Regions from separate parts of the Gossypium hirsutum genome. Here region 2 is linked to region 1. A link is a contact called in public Hi-C data. All regions are on one chromosome and are shown on one strand. The core of a region is the stretch at or near the end of the contact, and the rest is flanking DNA. Distances in the headings are between cores, read along the strand shown. Region 1 holds the start of LOC107915573 (NADH dehydrogenase [ubiquinone] 1 beta subcomplex subunit 10-B). Region 2 holds the start of LOC107933318 (cleavage stimulating factor 64).

What was found. A called contact is a pair of places that touch in the nucleus more often than the background predicts.
Region 2: a Hi-C map of leaf shows a contact between it and region 1, with 4 times the contacts expected there. The contact joins the promoter of LOC107933318 here to the promoter of LOC107915573 in region 1. A contact is called at or near these places in 7 of 34 Hi-C or Micro-C datasets (callus, leaf and petal).

What each region holds. Positions count from the first base shown.
Region 1 is chrA08:57,278,864-57,285,834 of Gossypium_hirsutum_v2.1, forward strand. LOC107915573 (NADH dehydrogenase [ubiquinone] 1 beta subcomplex subunit 10-B) reads right to left here and starts at 3,130. Exons shown (of 3, transcript XM_016844744.2): 1 at 2,781-3,130; 2 at 2,369-2,423. The coding sequence starts at 3,069. The coding sequence ends at 2,392.
Region 2 is chrA08:57,864,854-57,871,824 of Gossypium_hirsutum_v2.1, forward strand. It overlaps LOC107933318 (cleavage stimulating factor 64), which reads left to right and starts at 3,984. Exons shown (of 7, transcript XM_041074700.1): 1 at 3,984-4,215; 2 at 4,350-4,427; 3 at 4,907-4,948; 4 at 5,031-5,609; 5 at 5,696-5,794; 6 at 6,880-6,971. The coding sequence starts at 4,123.

The DNA.
Region 1 (6,971 bases), core at 1,880-4,379:
GACATGCTTTCACTGATGAGGCAATGAAAACGTCTTATAGGACGCGCTTTTGTTCTCTCCTGAAAACACATCTTATGTGGCACGTTTTCCTTTTTCTCTCAAAAAAACATCGTAAATCGCTAAGTTTAAAGAAATTCATACTAGTTTTTAAAATAATTTTTTTCAGCATATTTATATAAATTAACCTCAACTTTATATTAATATTTTATAACCTAATATGTAATAACCAGTTTATAATAATAATTAAAATTTTTTAAGGCTTCACATTTACATTATTTTGGCCTATTAATAACTTTTGGTCCAACCAACATAAAATAAAAAATAAAAAAAGCCTTGTAAAGAAAAACCCTAACAACTAAACACATTCTCTTTTTCCCTGTTACTGTTGAGTGTTGGCCATCGTTAGGCTGTCTCCCCTATCATTTTTTTTTCTTTTCCTCTACCAACACCTACCTGATCAAAACGTGCCGACGATCATCTCCGCCGCTGCCGTGTATCCTCCTCCTTTTGTTTCCTTTTCCTCCTAGTTTTTCTTCTCAGTTTGCCTGCTACCACGTCCGTCGATTTTTGTCGGATCTGATTTCGTATTCGATGTTAAAATCCATGTCAAATCGTGTCGACATTGGTATAACACCCCCAACTATTGAGTCTGGGTAACGGAGGGGATGAGTCTTCCAAGCCGAGAAGAATGGTGCAAGAGTACTAAAATTATATTGTTTTCTTGATGATCCTAAAAATACTAAAACTAATTTGAATGCCTTATGGATGGAATTTGAATGCCCTTGTTGAAATAGTTGAAGAAGAGCTTAAGAGAGATTATCTGGAAACTTATGTTGGAAGTGGTAAAATTTTCTTGCTAGGGTAGACTTCCAAACCGGGGAGAATGGTGCAGGAGTACTAAAACTATATTGTTTTCTTGATGATCCTAAAATTATAGTCTTCCAAGATTATGAAAACTTACTTTCTATTTTCTTGATAATCTTTAAAATAATTTCTAGAAAATGGGTTGGCATTCAAATGCCTTATGGATGGAATTTGAATGCCCTTGCTGAAATAGAATGGAAATCACATCTCACTTCTAGACGATGTCTTATGCTGTTCATTGACTCGAAATTCATTTTTTCTCAACCCTTCCTCAAAAGAAACACCAAAAAATGCATAAATGATCTTATGAAAACTATTTTCCGCAAAACAAACTTGTCCAAAGAGCAACGTTATGCAAAGTTTAGGCACATATACAACCAAATTATGAACACAAAAATATGGTGTTTCAATGCACCCACCTATATATTTTGTGTGCTATTCTAAGTCTCTAATTATGTGATCCATATAAAAGACCATGCATGCACCAAGTATCAAATTACATTCTCAATTGCTGTAGTTCAATTTATCCAAACTACTCCATTACATGAATTACATCCTCTAAAGTCTGTCCATGAAGATAAGATAACTCTCAAATGTATGAATCTCCTTTCCATCAATTTGCAACCTGCATTTCCGTTCTCAAAGCTTATAGCAACCAATGTCCTAGTAATCAAATTCAATCCTCATTGACAAAAAACCACACTGAACAGTATCGCAGCTTGAACTTTCTTGAAAATGATTCCCGAATAATTTGCTCAAACCTGCTAGATGTATTTACTGCACCTAGTGCACACATCACGTATATTGAAGCCATTCCAATTGCATGCACAGTTATCACACCCATGTGATGTTCCCCCAAAGATTACATTAAATATTTGGAGCTCACTAACCTTGAAAAGTAATAAGAAGAGACTTAAGGTTTCTGACTTATGAGCTTATTTGGTTCAATGGCCTAATACTTAATAATGCATTGGTCCTACTACCAGATGATTAAAGATTCTTACAGTTTGCACCTAACTGATTACATAAGCTCATTGCAGGAGTCCTTAAATCCCCAATCCCACCAAAAGCAAAATGACTTATTAATAAAACTACGCTATCATGTTTAAGTGAATGAACATCTCTGTAGTTGTAGTAGCCTCACACTGAATAGCCCCTTAATAGTCAATATTACAAGAGTCTCAATAAGCCAGTTTGCAGTTCTCTTTTTCTCAAAGTAGATCCGAATTCAGAACAGTCATCGCTCACAAAGATGATTAAGAAACAAGAAAACATCTAAATTTGGTTATTTCCTAAGGGCTTTTGCCACCACATAAATCATTCCTTTGCATATACTTGTCGCACGATTCAGCTAAGTAGGTTTAGGCTTTTTCTTTACACAAATCCCATAATTCAGCCAAACAGTTTCACAAACAACAATATAGTAAGAAATAATTTGATCAAGACAATGGTAAAAAGAAGGTTCAATAGATAATATAAAGAACGAATTAGGGCCTCAGATTACCTTCCTTAGCTGAATGCAGCCACTCATTCTGACTCAACCTCCTCAACCTTCGGACCTATATCCGAAATCATTAAACACAATGATCAATACAGTTCAGACATTCCCTCCCCCAAACAACAATGTTGACTCATTCCAAAACAAATAAAATAATGGTTTAACATTCAATCGTTTCGTTACTTTTACCCCTAGCGTTGCTTTTGACTTCCTAAAACCTTGTTAAAATTAAAAGGAAGTAGTAAACGAAAAAAAAAATCAATTGAAAACGAGCTAAATAGGCGAAAATTATTCATCTTTTTTTTTTCAAATTTATTCAGGAAGTAAAATAGCGAGTAATAAAATTAACAATCAATCGAGCTTAAATAAAATAAAGAAAATAAAAGTAGCATATATTTAAAATAAAAAAGATTAGGACCGTGGAGGGACGGATGGCGGCCATCCTTGCCCCAACCAATGCCGCGGGTGGCGTCAAGGTACTGGCTAACGAGGTGGCGGCACTTCTGGAGATGGTTGACTCCTTCGATGCGGTAACACCACCTGACTTTGTCTCGTAAGATCTTCGCCTTCTCAATGTCTATCCATTTCTCTCGAACTATATGCTCCCTCATTTCCAGCATGGCAACTGGGTCTTGGTAGGGGTTGGCCGGGTCGAAGTCATCTGGCCCGGTTTCTTCGAACTCTAGCACTCCCTTCTTTCTCCCCATCTCTCTCTATGCTCTTGTTTTGCGCTGTGCTTCCTCCAGATTTGCGGGGGATTTTAAGTCTCGTATTTGGGGTTTGGGATTTTCTTGTTGGGCTTAAACATAATTATTTTTTGCGGAGTTGTTTTATTTATGTTGGGCTTAAAACATGATAAGTTCTTCCACCCAACTCTTTACTGTTCAGAAGTTTTCTAAGTTCATGACATGGAGGAAAGAAAATATTTTATATTATTATAAAATTATTTTAATAAATAATTATTGGTGAAATGACAATAAATTTTATATAAATTTATTAATTTTGTATTCGATTCTCAAATAATATATTTTAATTATTTTATTTAAAAACTATAAAGAAGTGTGAAAAGATAAATTTATTCTTATAATAATTTTAATTACCCTAATAATTTTACAATTGAGTTAATTTCAAGTTAAATTCGTGGTACTAACTCAATCAATCATTTTATACATAATATAGATATATATAACTAAAATGATTTTTTATTTAATTTGAGAGTAAAGAAAAAATACTACATATATCTAATATCTACAATATATATATATAAAGCAAAATATTGAAATAATTAAGGTAAATTTTAGCTCTAAATTAATTCTTCTCATATCACTATTAGGTTGACTTTAATAATGACGTGAGTCTCATCTATTGTATTTAAGTTTTGTTTAAAATTAAATTTGTTAAAAATAATATGATTAAAATTTTAATATTAAATGTCATAAATAATAAAAATTAATATATAATAATTTGTTGATTGAGTTTTAACTCAATTAGCATATAAGTTAAAATTTTTAATATATTATATATAAATTTAATTCTTAATTAGTTTTTAATTTTTATTGTTTTCAATTTACATAAGTAGTATACTAAAATACTAGTGTGCATTTTCATGGGATGCATAGGTAAGTTGTAGTCGATATTAAAGTAGTGATTGTATGTTATGGTATACTATATTTAAGCTAGTTTAACGAATAAAGGTTTAGTTTTTATAATTTTGAAAAGTATATTGTATGATAAAGTTTATTTTAAATAGAAAAACAACATTCTACTAAGAGTAGGAGAGGGGTGAATGACTCACCCTTATATTTCTAAAGGGGTTGTTGCCTCCTTCATGTTATATGAGGGGTTTTGGGCCTCTTTCACATCAGGTCCAATTACGAGCACTTCTTGAGCCTTTTTGACCCAGTATTCTGTAATGTGATCTAACCCAGTTCAGTTATTCTATTTCATAAAATAAACTTTAATATTTACATATTAAATAATTTTTTCATCCCAATTTTACTCCAATAAAATTTTGACAATTTTACCCTAGATAAAATTTGGAGAAATTTCGTTCAATATGTCACAACTTAACTTGTTCATTATGACCGAATGGTTTATTTTCATTTTTAGGCTTCAAAACAGTCCAAAAACATAAACTCGTTCTTCTATTATTTAAGTAATCTGATATATGATTGCAAATTTCTATTTTCATTTCCATTTCCATTTTTGGAAACCTACATTCATTTCCAAATGATTCTATTTCTCCATTTTGGAGAAAACCATAATCATTCTTAAATGTTTCTCATTTCTCTTTTTCTATTCATTCTGTTCATTTTTATTCAAACATACAATTCATTTTTGGTTTCAATGAGCTAGTGAGGGATCAATTAGACATGTGAAGTTGAGGCTCAAATGATTTAGAAATAGGTCTTGACTTTTCGCCTATTAATTATAAACTCATTTAGTCACGAAGTCATTCCACTATAGTATCGTGACTGAGCTTTCCCCAACGACATACCATTATGACAACAACTACTTAGTGCTCGTCCAATGACCTTGTCATTAGTGTGTTACCCTCATAAGATATCATTGATCTCTTTGGGATAATATCCACTCCTAATATTATCCTTTTTTATCTTATGGTAACCATGACATCTTCCTTCATGAAAAGTCAATCACTATCAATTAGTGATCAAGTCATCCATCACAAAGACAGATGACTCATGGCCATGTTTACTTTTCACCAACCATGAAATACCAATGAGAGGATATTATTTAACCATGTTTTGGGCTATGAATTCCGCTGCTGTGAATGGCACTACATACTACAGAAGTCGTACACCCAACACACCAGTTTTGGGTTCCTTATCTATTTGAACTTAGGCTTTTACTTACATCAAAGTGTACGAGTCACCCATACATAGTCCGCTATCCACTCAGGATTTAGGTATGGTACACTATGAATGTCTTAAGTGAATAAATCCGTAAACAGATTCAGGATCTATTCTGCTTGGGTCCTATATGATGTACTATCAGTCCAATCAATCATATCTATGTCTTCATCTTCTAGGAGTCATTTGCTCCAATGCCAAAGACAAGGTATCTCCCCCTTTGGGCATGATAGAAGACATATTAGTCTTTCAATTGGTTTGCTCATTTTTTATTTGACTAACGACATGTTTAGGTTCGTCTACTAATACTAGTTGTCTTTTTGTATTACGATTCAACCACGTAATATCACTAAATACTAGTTAAACATTAGACAACCAATGAGCAACATTTGCTTCCATTCTACTTTGTGTGCAAAAACCATTTAAGGACAATAATACAAAGTATATTAATATTAATTAATGAATTTGTTCTGTTAAGCAATCTAATTGAAAAATTACAAGTGTATATTGATGAAAATACTACTTTATCAACCTCGAAAAATTTGACATATAACTAAAGTATAACATTTCCACTTGAGCAATATGAATCCAACACTGCTTTGATCTTTATCTTGCCTTTCATGTTAAAGAGCTCATACTTAAAAGGGTCTAGTAAAGCCAAATATCTACATTTCAAGCTCAAAATTCCTCTCTGTCTTGAACCCCCCATTTTCCTCCTCATTCTTGTTCGTAGCTCATAAATTTAATGCTATAATTGAAAGCCAAGTCTGTTGATTGGGCTCCTACAAATACAACCCCGACATCCATATTGCAAATTTGATCGTTGTAATAAATTACAGATTTGACTTATCAACTTATCTCCTCCCCTACAATAATTAGGTTCTCAATTTAAAATGAAATAAATATTTAGAAAAAAATAATCTTTAGATGGTTATTTAAAGAAATAGGAGATGAAACTCGAAATGCAACTCTTTAACAAACATAATTTGCTGGTGTTTGAGTATTGAATACTTCGGTGGGAATGGTGGGTAGTTTAATAGAAAAAAATGGACAAAGGGAGGGATACATTAAAAATGCATCGTCTTAGGCCTGTTTTCATCGAATAATAATGTATGTTCGAGGCATGTTTGAAAACTTACCCAGGATTCTCAGGCACAAGGTATCTTCATAGGTTTTGGACAAGTGGAGAAGAGAAAGTGTGCCCAGATGACCTGTCAGGGAAAGCGCACCTAGCTAAACATTTTTTATGATATTTTTGAAGAAATGCATCCAATTGGGTGTGTTTTCCTTGACATGTCAGTAAAGAATATGTCTAGCTGGGTGCGCTTTCTCTCCTTCATTTGTCCAAAGCCTGCAAAGTTGCCCTACTATTGGGAATCTCGGATGAGTTTTCAAGCACACCTTAACTATACTAATTTATCATAATTTGATAGCCAACTTAGGCTCTCCAATACACTTGAAGAGCTTATTCGTGAGCAATTTAAGTATTTTTATATTTTTTTATCAATTTTAGTTTCAACTGTTAATAATTTTTTTGTTTTGTTTTGCACTTTTTTTAGACTCAAATTGGCCAAACAGTGCCGTGGGAAACCTAAAATTTTGATTGAGTGTTGTAGGGAGTTGATGTTGGCTCGAATATAAAGAAAATATCACTTAGAAGGTAGGTATTGTGATGTCGAAGCACGGAAGTCGGAATACCCTTAACAGTGTTGAAATGAGGAAAATTGAGGCCATATACA
Region 2 (6,971 bases), core at 2,734-5,233, 590 kb after region 1:
TTTCACTCGGAACCCGATAAACTTACCCAAAACTACTAGACCTAATTTCGGGGCCTTACATATCGTGATATGCCAGCTCGATCTACACATTATCAAAGGCTATACCATGAATATTCATACATTCATATCTTGCCATGAGTCTTAGCCACATGGAGTTACAAACTTTCATGTATCGTGATCTACCAGTCCAATCTTCATTGTACTAAAGGCTACACCATGAGTCTTTTCATATCATTTTCAGATGCCATGGGTCTCAACCTCATGGTCTTACACTTATTTTCATAACGTGACCTGCCAATCTGGTTAGCAATATAATTGCCTTACCAGAAGCATCACAGAGGGACATTTACCCAGCAATCACTTACCCAAATTTGTTCATGTTCCTGGTTGATTCATACCTTTTGTATCAAACTTTCATACTTAGCATCAACATTCTATTAAACAAAACCTTGCAAACTTCATAATAACACGTATATCATTTTTATAATTCTTCTTACACTTACCAATTACTAGAGATATCATCGCATTCAGATATACTTATATTTGAACAGTACACATGCAAAATTCAGGATAAAGACTCACTTGATACTCACTTACTGTAGTTCAAAGCTCCAGACTGACACATCCTTCTCAAATTAGTAGTAAAAACTACTTTAAGAACATAGGACTACTAAATTAAAACTCATTTACATACAAATTATTATCATCTCAATTACTAACAACCCCAATGCAAAGCTTTGTGCTTACAACTTATTGTACATTTACCCCTTATAGACTTACTTACCTAGAAACAGAATGACCACTGATTAAAACAAGAACCTTACCTTCCAATTTAAATGAGAAAGAGACACATTTAAATTTAAGAAAAGAATGAGATAGTAGTATTGAAGAAGGAAAAACCTTTTTCATGAACCCTTCTCATACATATATATAACTCAATCCTGCTTAGTGGAACTTAACAAGTGTCACTTAATTCAGAACTTTTCCTTATTAATGGTCTACAAATTTGAGAGAAACATACATGAAAATCTTGCATAATAGATATTGAACCAGTAATCTAGTTGGTTCCTAACCAGGTCACTTTATAACCCAACCAGCATAATACCAAGACAAATAGGGCGTACTATGCATTTGGTTATAATTCATACCATAAATACCATTTTGCTAAGTAAAAATCTTTCTCTTTTGAAAGTAGAATAATCTGAAATGGAATCTTCACTTACTTACACAACGATTACTATACGTCCACACATATTCGCCAAAAGAAACAATTAGGTGGATTACACTTCCCCCATCATATTATTTCACCACTACACGCTTGAATCTTGAATCCGCTAGATTTGGGGTGTGACAGTTGCTCTTTCATTTGAGTTTGTTTCCGCTATACTTTGGTGCCTTAGAGAATTTCTGTGAGAATTCTTACTTTTGTGAGAGTTAGGTTGATTTAGGCAAATTTAGAGTACAGAAATTGCTTAAGGCTATGCGATTTACGAGACTAAAGTTCTAGTACCGTGACACTAGCATCATGTTAGAATGTGTCCAAAGAAAAAAAGAAAGGAAAACGGAACATGTCCAAAAGTAAACCAATCTCTTGGATTACTATGAAAAACACTATCGAATTTCAAAGTAGTACAATCTAATTCAAAATTTTCTTTTATTACAAAAATCATTGGTTTAAGTTTTAATTCTAAAACTTGCTTTTTTCCTTTTACAATTTTCTATAACTTTTAAATAGTTTTTATATTTTTTGAAAATTTTAAATAACTTTAATAATTTTCTATATTTTTAAAATTTTTAGAGTTTTTAATCAATTTTTAAAATAATTTAATTAATTTTGAAAAAAAAGTAACTACGTCAACAAAGTTAACACCTATTAATTTTTCCATCCAATTTTGAGCATTAAAAGAAAAATAAAAAATTTGAGGGCTACATGAAGTGAAAAAAAGAGGTAACCTTTTTTTTATAGTTCAAGGGCTAAATAATTCATTATGCCTAGAAATTTTGGTATACTATCAGTCCCCATATATGGGCGAAAAAAGAAAATTTTTATTGCACCAAAATATCTAAAAATTTTCATCAAAAATATTAGTACTTTGTTATAAACTTTTATATTTATTACAAATTTTAATATACAAAAATATCTGACCATACCGCTAAAAAATTTTGGTAAGCTCTAGATATCTATTAAAATTTTTAGGGTAAACTACTAAAATAGTCACTTTTATTTGCCTCATGTTACATCTTAGTCACTTATATTTGAAATGTTACGTTTTATCCACTTACGTTATCATGTTGTAACATTTTAGTCACTAAGCGTTAATTTTCATTAACGGTATAACGATAAACTAACATGACATGTTAAAGCACCATTTCAGACGAAAATTTTAGGTTAAATTATACAATTGGTCTCTCTATATATATATTTTTTATTTTGAGCAATTTAATATTTTTCTTTTATATTCATTGAACTTTCCTTTTCTTATCTTTTTTCCATTCTCTTCTCTTCCTCTCTCTGTTTTCCTCCCTTTTCCATTTATTTTAACGTAGTTTTTCTATATTTTTCATTTGTTAAACTAGTCTCTATATTTTATTTTTTGAATAATTTAATTCTTTTTTCTTTTTTCTTTTATTCTTCCCATTTATTTTTCTCTCTTCTCATATTCTTCAATGCAGAAACATAATCTTTACCCACCAAATAAACCAAGTTTTTGTTTCTTTCACATGATTCCTAAATTGCATTTCACTCAAAACCGAATATCAATCATTCTTAATCAAATCTCGATTAGAATAACCTAATTTTGAAACTAAAATTGGATCTAACTAATCAATATAAATAACCATATCCTTAATCAAATCTAAACTTAAATTTAATTCTTTATATTCAAAACAAATTTTTTCTGTTTCTAAAATTTTACAGAATCATGTAGATTATCCATTTCCTTTTCTTTTTTGATGAATAAAATTAAGCAAATAATAAAATTGATCTAAAACTTCTTGGATATTCCTAAGCAAATTTGATAGGAAGCCGAGCATGGATGAAGCGAAGAGAGAAAGTGAGCATGAAACCAAATTGGTTTGGGTAAATTTGAGGGTAAGATTCATACCGTGGTCGTTTTAGTTATTGAGAGTGTAGAGCTCGTTTGAAGAATCCGTGAAGCAATGTAGTTTCAAGAGGACAAGAATGTTGTAGGTAAGATAGATATGGTGGTTGTGGGGGTTGGTCAGGAGGTTAAGGGAATGAGCTCGAGAAACTTTGTTGAGGGTGGACTGCTATAAGTCACGACTAGCGAGGTCTTTGAGTGAGGTGAGCTTGTGGACTAGGCCATTGAGAGATCCAAATTGGTTTGTTAAAGTGATGATGGATGATGAAGGTTTGTAATTGTGGGGTGAGAATATGCGATGTAAGTTTTATTTTCGTTTTAGCTTTCGCCTTTTTTTTCATAAACATAAAAAAGTTTTAACAAATAGAAAATATAAAAAAAATACGTTAAAAGAGATGGAGAAGGGAGGAAAACATAGGTAGGAGCAAAAGAAAATGAAAAATAAAGAAAAAAAGGAAAGTTAAAAAAACATAAAAGAAAAAAAATTAAATTGCTCAAAACAAAAAAATATGGGGATTAATTGTATAATTTAATCTAAAATTTTTGTTTGAAATGATGACTTAACGTGCCAAGTCAGCTTACAGTTACACCGTTAACAACAATTAATGACTTAGTGATTAAAATGTTACAACACGTTAACGTAAGTGACTAAAATGTAACATTTTAAAAATAAATGACTAAAATATAACATGAGGTAAATAAAAATAATTATTTTAATAGTTTACCCAAAATTTTAATATCTAACTATTCTCCCCCCCCCCCCAATTTTAATATTTAGTTTAATATTAACTTACAAGAGGTTAATTGGGTAATTTTATTTTCAAGCCTACGGCACAACTCCACCGAAATATATATTAACGGATGAAAAGAAAACGTGCGAGGAATGGAGTTGGATCCCTAATAGCGCTCTTATAAAAATGCCCAAATGCAGTTGCCGGGCTCAGGCCTTTCAAAACAGCTTTGCTATAAAAGCCCCAACACAACAATAGCCTGAAACTGCACTTCAATCTCGACATAGATAATGGCGGGAAAGCAGATCGGCGGCGAGGGCTTGCCAGCCAGCTTCGCTGGAATGTCGAAGAATCAACTTTACGAGATCATGTCCCAGATGAAGGCACTCTCACTCTCACTTTCAATTTTCTATTTCATTTCTTTTTCCTTTGTTCCAAACGCCAGTTCCTTCGCCATCAAATATAATTGGTAATTTAATTACTAGTTTTTAGTTGATCGTTTTTTGTCTATATGCAGACGCTTATAGAACAAAACCAGCAACAAGCGAAAGAGATCCTTATTCAAAACCCTCTCTTGACTAAAGCCCTATTCCAGGTTTTTCTTTTCTTCTCTATTTTCTTTTTCAGTTTTCTTTAAAGCTCTCTTCGTTTCCCTTTCCGATTTATTCTCCATTCTTTGAAAAGTTTTTATTCTGATACCGATAATAATTACACGTTGCGATTATATGTTGGTTCGAATGAATTGTCCGTTGCTATAACTGTGAGAATTGCATGAAATTTTGGTATAGTTGTTTAGAGTAGCTAGTCACTAAGAACCCGAGCAACTTGGCACTGAATACGGTTGTATTCAAGAACCTTTGTATGGTCAATTAGGTTTCTGAAGTTGCTTTTGTATTTAAGGGATGCCTGTAGTTCTTTATCTTTCTTGGTGGATTAGTTGTAATGCTGTAATAGCCCTCCTTTTGCTTTTAAATTCATGTTTTTAGATGGTGTACTGTTGAAAATCTTTTGGAGCTTCCATGCCTGAACAGGTCTTTTTTTCTTTCTTTTTTTTTTTTTTTTTTTTTACTCCAGGCTCAGATTATGGTTGGAATGGTTAAGCCCCTCAAGTGGTATGTTTTTTTTACTTATGTGAAGTTGTCTTGAAATTTTTATGTTGGGGACTGTGCCTGTGTTTTGAAACTTTGTTTGTGTTTAGATTCCTACCATTCAGCCACCTACATCGCAGCAATCTCAGTGTCAGCAATCAGCACAACCTCCTCCAATGCCAAACATCCAGCCAGCAAAATCATTGCCAAGTCAACCCGGGTTGCAGGACCAAGTGGCTCCATCTCAGACCCAACCTCCTTTAAGGAAACAGCACCAAAACCAAGCTGGGGCACATATCTCAGCTGCTGCTGTTCCTCCAGCCAGCATTCAGTCCCAACGCACGCTGTCACATTCCCTTCAGACACCACAGCAGATGAAGGGGCATCTGAATCCTCCGATGTCCCTTCCACAATCATCTCAACTGCCAAATGTACCTCCAGTTCCTCTTCACTCATCTTCACAGCCCCATCATCATCAACAAACACACATGCCAATGGCCTCTGGCCAGTTGCAGCAGTCTTTGCAGACAACTGGAATTCCTCATATGCCTCTCCAGCCACCAATGCCGCAACAGGCTAGACCACCTACACTGCCAACTTTACATCATCAGTATACCCCCCAAATGGGTCCTAATGTTGGTTTCCAGCATCCTGGTGCTCCCCAGCATCTTTCACAGCCTATATTCCATGTAAGTCAGAAGTTGAATTTTGGAAGCCTTGGGTTCTCCCTAGTAACATATTCTGCAATAATTCCTTTTATTTTTGAATTGTCCAGTCAAGTAATAAACCACCTTCTGGCCTTGGACCTTCTTTTCCACAAGGACAGCCACCACACTCAAATCAGCTGCCACCTCAACCAATGTATCAAAATCAAGTATGTGCATAATTTAGTTGTTGATTTGTATTGGTTTGACCACTTAGCAAGCATTCTTTATCTTTCGTGGCTGATTATAAAAATAAGCTCATGTTTTTTATTTATGCTTAGTGGCCATAAATTAAGTGGATAATTCTAAGCACTCCATGGTCTACCTTGCATTTAGAATAGATTCAATTACATTTTATCAGGCGCAAGGGAATATGTCAATTTAGATCTCCCTTCTGCTAGGTGATTGGTTGACTAGTTTATGCTTTGAAGTTCAATGAAATAAAAATAGTGGATTCCTTTCTATGTATCTGAAAAAGTAGGACAACATTTGCCTCATTAATTCACCTTAACTATTTGGGTTTGTGCCACATTAAAATTGTGGAAATCTTTATTTTTTCATTATAATCCTTGCACGTGAAGATAGTAATATAATTGGTAATTAGAAATGCATGCAACTGTGATTGCAATAGCACTCAATTCCAACTTGTTGTAATTCAATGTAAAGAAAGGTGATTGCCTGAGGTACCTCGATGCATTTTAATCAAGTCAGTGAGGAGAAATATTTCTAGCACTCAATTGCAACTTGTAATCCAATGACTTTGATTCAAATTATTCTAATCATGAAATCAAGATGGCTCTTCATTGTCTAGCTCATTCAGTACTTGATGTTGCGGTTGTAGGTAGTAGTTAACTTATTTTACTTATTCTTTTTCCTTACCTTTTCCTTCCAAAAGCGAAAGGTAAGCGAAGAAGGCCTTTTAGATGCACGCACGCACACATAGTGACACATATCATATATATATTTCTTAAGAAGTAAATGCTAATAGTTTCATGATAATTATGCATGATTTAGTTTTCTATGGAGCTGATATTTGAATTTGTGTGACACTTTAAAGTTATTTTTTGTCAATCAAATATGATGTATTTTTTAGTAAAGAGTAAGCGACACAGAACTTAACGAGAGTTTAAAATCTCCAAAACTTGATTTTCTATATTTAGTGCAAAAAAGTACCATGTCGCATGGAATAGCTTGTAGGAAATGTCTATTGCTTACTTGACAACATTTTTGGTATGTGCACCGGTTATTCTTTCAGGCAGGAGGCTTACATTTAGGATCTGACTTTAGCAACCAAGTTCGAGGTTCAATGCAGGCTGATAGAGGATCTTCTTGGATGTCAAGCCAACC